Regions from separate parts of the Sus scrofa genome. Here region 2 is linked to region 1. The links are chromatin contacts, called in public promoter capture Hi-C maps. All regions are on one chromosome and are shown on one strand. The core of a region is the stretch at or near the end of the contact, and the rest is flanking DNA. Distances in the headings are between cores, read along the strand shown. Region 1 holds the start of LAMTOR3 (ragulator complex protein LAMTOR3). Region 2 holds the start of METAP1 (methionine aminopeptidase 1).

Region 1 (2,700 bases), core at 111-2,610:
TGATTGATTGGATTTGGGATAAATGGAGGCAGTGATTTAAAACTTCGCAAAAATTTGGCTATTAACGAAAAAATAGATTTTTTTTGATCAGCAATAACATTATTTTAGGAAGGTAAAGTTGGCCTTTAAGTGACTGTTGATACAGTTTTGCTGAATAGAATAATGATTTAAATGAAGGCTTGAAAAAATAATGGGTGTAAAAATCATTGTTAAGAAAAGAACATGAGGAAGGAGAGAGCAAACATGATACCTGACTGATAGAATCATGGAACACAGACATAGATCAGGAAACAGATTTACTGGAGTTTTTAGGAGCTTTTGAGTTAGAAGTGATAGACTTTATGTAGAAATATCCAGCATCCAACAAGCAGCTAAAAATGTGAACTTACAACTCAGATGAAAGGTGCAGATTTAGGGTTCATATTCTCAGAACACTGGAAAGAGAAAAACAGCAGAGGAACTGAAGACAAGTTTTAAGTGTCTTCCTTTAAGAGGAGACTAAAGTGGGTGAGGAGCTAAAATAAGTGCAGTGTCCTGAGAAATGAAGGAAAATAAAGTGATCTTTAATGACATGTTGCTATGGAACTGTCAAGTTTATTTGAAATGACTGGCGGTCAGTTGTAACATCTGGGAGCTTTTTAGTTTGCCACTTCATCCTCCTAGGGATAACTAGGAAATAAGTATCCAACTTATGTGCTGAGCAATAGTTAATTCCTTTTGCACTTTTAGGGGCTGGAGTTGAAATACAGTCAAAGGCAAGTTCCCACAGACCTCATTTTTCTACCACCCACTGTAGATTTTTGTTAAATGTGCAAACAAGCAAGGCACTAAACAAACAAAAACAATATAGGCAGTCCTTAAAGGCACAGCCTTCTAAGTTGCTAGTGAAAAAGGCTGTTCAATGTCTGCATATGTCGAGGCTTGAGGTACAAAAATAACAGATCTCCAGAAAAATCATGGATCGTTGATTCAATCTAGACAAGGCTTGGAGTCACAGCACGTGGGCAGCACCAGCGGAAAAGCCAAAAGAGACTAAGAAACTGGGATCAGAAGCCTGTGGACCTGGGACTTCTCATCACGGGCAATCTATTGCTGACGGTATGTTAAGACCACCCCTTCAAATTTCTTCATCTACAAGAAGAGGCTTTAGGATAATGGACCCTAAAGAAAAAAAACAAAAACCACCTAATTAAAAGTATGCACCCCTGCCCAACAAAAACGTCCCACGGGGTCCTGACAGCTCGGACAGGTCATAGACGTCGCGATCCACCTGCAGCGCAGGCGCAGGCGCAGGAAGTAGCCGCCGTGGGTGGGGCGGGGCGCAAAGGCGCGACTGCGCGCTCCCTCGCCGAAGCACCTCCCCGGAAGTCTCGCGAATCCCTGCGTCGGCGACGTGGGAAGTGCTTCCTGGAACCTCAGAGGAGGTCGTAAATCATGTGACCGCGGCTCTTAGAAGAACCTGTCTCAGGCAGTCCCTGAAGTGACAGCTCAGAGTATCGAGCAGCCCAGAAACCCAGGTAACTGGAGCCACTTTGCCCGGAGTCAGCTTTGGGCCCGCAGGTGGTGCGTGCAGTGAGGTGAAAGAGAGGACGCCCTTTCTGTATCCCCTTTGGGCCCGGATCTTTGGGGTAGAGGATGGAGTGGGCTGAGGTCAGGCATTTCGGTTATCCGTCTGGGCATCTGGGAACTTCGACTCCCTTGGGCCTGGGAGGCCGAGCCCTAGAGCCGCGGAGCCTTTTCCGACCCTGAGAAGAACTGACTGCGCTTATTAGGGTCGGGGTGGGAAGGGCGAGGAAGTCTTGTGGGGAGAGTCACCAGGAGTTTCTCTTCCAGGCTTGGCGATTGATCCTCCGGGAGAAAGGGGTTCATCATGGCGGATGTGAGTTAATACCCCCACACAAGAGGAAGTAAAGAGTAGGGAAACGGATGAGGCTACTGGGCACGTCCCACGTTCAAATTTATTTCTTTTTAGCGCTCCCCTCCAATTTTCTCCAGGATCTGGAGTGTGAGAATAATATGAATAACTTGCGGAGTCCTGAGTTTCTGCTTGGAATGAGGGTGAAAGACGCTAAGGTGCCTGAGACTGAGAAAGTTTTATTTTTTCCCCAACCCAAGTTCTGGGAGCCTAAGACAGACTCTGCATGTTTACCGTTTCCATTTCTAAACGGTGGTTTGCTATGAGTCTTTTGTCAGTAAGTGGTTGTGTCTCTCTGGGTTCATTGTAGCAATCTGAGCTTTATAACTAATACCTCTTTAGCACAACCATATAGCCAGAATAATAAATTTAGGGAACTTCATTGTACTAGTTAGTAGAAACAGCTGGGAATTAATACTACTAATGTTTGTGTTTGTTTACATTTTACGTACTGTGTTTTTTGTTTGTTTGTTTTTCTTATATACATGCTAAATATTCTTTGGAACATTGAACTCATTTAATTCTTAAAACAGTTTTTATGAGGTAGCCACTGTTATTGTTATCCCTGTGTTATCAATGAGGATGCTGAGGCACAGAAAGAGCAGGTAACTTCCCTCAAGTTACACAGTTGATAAGTTGTGGAGTCAAGATACCAGCACAGGCAGACTAACTCCAGAGTCCTTACTCATAACCAGTAGGCTAAATGGTTATTCGACATTAATATGAATCTGCTGTTTCTTTTTGGGTTGCAAGATTATGTGTTTGAACATTTAGCAACTTTGTGT
Region 2 (2,700 bases), core at 30-2,529, 730 kb after region 1:
AATTTAGTACTTGAATATTCATGTGTCTCTCTTCAAGAAACCTGGTCTGTAACTAAAAGCCAAACTACGCTGCCGGGCCAATACTCTAAGCGTCAAAATGTGCCCGCAATACTAGCACTCCTCAGTAAACATAAACACGAGCACACGTTTCAGTCCGGACCCCTTTCAATGCTGGCTTTGCTCCACTGCACAAAACTTACTAAAATACACTACGGCCTTAAAGCATAACCCTTAATGGAACTGTCTTTTTCACTCAGAGGGAAACTGGGTAAAACAGAAGGACTCACCCTGTTAGTTTACGGTCTTGTAAATTAATAATTTTGGATGCCAAAGGAAAAAAATGAATTACACAGACTCTCTCCATTCCTCAACCCCAAAGTTGCTTAAGTGTCAGTGCGCAGCAGTAAAACCTAGGAACAGAGGTGGGGCTGGAGCTAGGATTCCTCCTCTCTGCGACTCCATGGTCCCAAGCAACTCACTCCTCAAAGCCCAGCTGGTGTCTTCTGACCCCCAATCCCGTCGGGACCGGGGTACTACCCGCCCCGCAGCCCCCCGCGACCAAGATCAGAGCCCTGCCAGGAGCTGGGGCTGTGGTGGCTCACACGGCTGGGGCTGCCCCCTTCCCGCGGCGTCCCCATCTGTCTTGCGGAGCCCGCACACCTGGCCCCGAAACACAGCGCCCTAAGACTGCCGGGTACCCAGGGCAAGTCAGCTTCCGCCCCCAGCCCACGTGGCCGCGGCCGACCGCGCCCCCGCCCCCCCGCGTGCGCCCTGCGCAGCCGGGGTCCGAAGGGCCGGGGATTCCTCAGGGGCGAGAAGGGGCAGCGGCACTGCAGACGAGGTGGGAAGGAAGCGCGGCCGGCGCGCCCGCCTGGGGAAGAGGAGGAGCGTGTCCCGACCGGCCGCGAGGACAGGCGGGGAGGGGAAGGGGTCGGTGGCGGCGGCGGCGCCTCGGGGGGGCGGGTGTCTACCTGCGAGCAGAAGTATGAGCCCTGGATGCCCAGCTTGATGCAGGTGGGACACTGGAGCTTGGCCTCACTGCTGCAACCATCCGTCTCGCACACACGCGTCTCCACGGCCGCCATGCTGCCTGGCTGCTGGAGGAGCGCCTCACGGAGGAAGAAGGGGAGGGGGAGGGAGAAACGGCTGGGCGGAGGGAGGGCAGAGGAGGGGAGGGAGGCCGAGCCGGGGGAGGAGCTCAGCCCGCCCCGCCTGGGCGCGGGAGGAGGAGAAGCGCCAGACCACGCTGCGCGCCCCGCTCCCGCCCAGCGCGCAGCTGGCGCCCCGCCCCGCGGCCTTCGCCCCGCCCACTGCCCGCGGCCCCCGCCTCCCGGAGGCCGGCGTGCACGTGGGGGCCGCCGGAGAGCTTCAGGGAGCCCAGCGTCCGCGTGTCCTTTCCCCGGCTAGCTCGCCCGCCTGGTGGTGTCGGAGAAGGCCCGGGGCGGCCGACTAGGAGAGGCCTTCACGCCTCGCGTTCTCTGTGCCTAGAGAGAGCTCCCCAGTCCCTTACTGACTGGATCCCAGGGTCTTGAACGTCTCCCACACTCTCAGACGGTTGAAAAGGGCACTTGGCTCCTCTGTTTTGGTCCACCCGGCAGCTCCTTGGAAAAGGAAAGTAATTCTCTTTTTAAAGTTCTTTTTCTCGCTCATAGTGTCTGTTCTAAGGCCCAAGAACAACTGCTCATTCACAAAAAAGGAAGCCAGGGAACTGTCAATGAAGAGGTGGGTTGGGATTTGCGTCCGCGCTCCCTCCTGCGGTATTTCTTTTCACACCACCCCCCTCCATTCACAGTGTACGGTGCTGGAGATGGTAACACAACCTCTGGATATTCAATACAAACCATATTTTTTCGTGTTATCTCATTCCATTGTTTACTAAGTATCTAGGAAACAATTGCAGTGATCATGAAATGTCAGAGTTGAAAGGAGCTTCAGAGGTCCTCTATGCAAACCTGTTGCTTAAATCTCTTAAACTACATCACACATCTTCCATTTTCTGACTGGTGCTTGAATACCTCCTGTCACTAGGAAAGAGAGAGGAACTAATATTTATTGATAATCAACTAAGTGCTGTGAGGAGTTACCATTGTGGCTCAGTGGAAACAATGCAAATAGTGTCCATGAGGATGCGGGTTCGAGCCTTGGCCCCACTGCATGGATTGGGGATCCAGTAATAACTGTGGAATGTGGTGTAGGTCGCAGATGAGGGTCAGATCCTGCGTTGCCATGGGCTGTGGCTCTGATTTGACCCCTGGCCTGGGAACTTCAATGTGCCATGTGGGTGTGATCCTTAAAAAAAAAAACTAAGTGCTGTGAACTTTGTGTTATCTTAGTGCATACTTTTTTAAACATTTTCATATTTGATAGACGAGAAAAGCTCATATTTTTAATGTCTTTGTTATATAGGCAAAACAAATAATATAATAAAATCAAATAATAATTTTTTTTGTCTTTTTAGTGCTGCTCCTGAGGCATACGGAGGTTCCCAGGCTAGGGGTGGAATGGGAGCTGTAGATGCCAGCCTGTGCCACAGCCACAGCAATGCCAGATCCCAGCCACCTCTGCAATCTACGCCATAGCTCACTGCATTGCCAGATCCTTAACCCACTGAGCGAGGCCACGGATTGAACCTGCATCCTCAAAGATATTAGTCAGATTCATTTCCTCTGAGCCACCATGGGAATGCCTCAAGTAATGAAC

What was found. Promoter capture Hi-C pulls out the DNA fragments that hold promoters and counts their contacts.
Region 2: a promoter capture Hi-C map of liver shows a contact between it and region 1, with 5 times the contacts expected there. The contact joins the promoter of METAP1 here to the promoter of LAMTOR3 in region 1. A contact is called at or near these places in 1 of 5 promoter capture datasets (liver) and 1 of 2 datasets of contacts at active chromatin or transcription factors (alveolar macrophages).

The regions. Positions count from the first base shown.
Region 1 is chr8:120,624,537-120,627,236 of Sscrofa11.1, forward strand. LAMTOR3 (ragulator complex protein LAMTOR3) reads left to right here and starts at 1,361. Exons shown (of 5, transcript XM_021101727.1): 1 at 1,361-1,517; 2 at 1,834-2,700.
Region 2 is chr8:121,351,333-121,354,032 of Sscrofa11.1, forward strand. METAP1 (methionine aminopeptidase 1) reads right to left here and starts at 1,280. Exons shown (of 11, transcript XM_003129313.5): 1 at 972-1,280. The coding sequence starts at 1,085.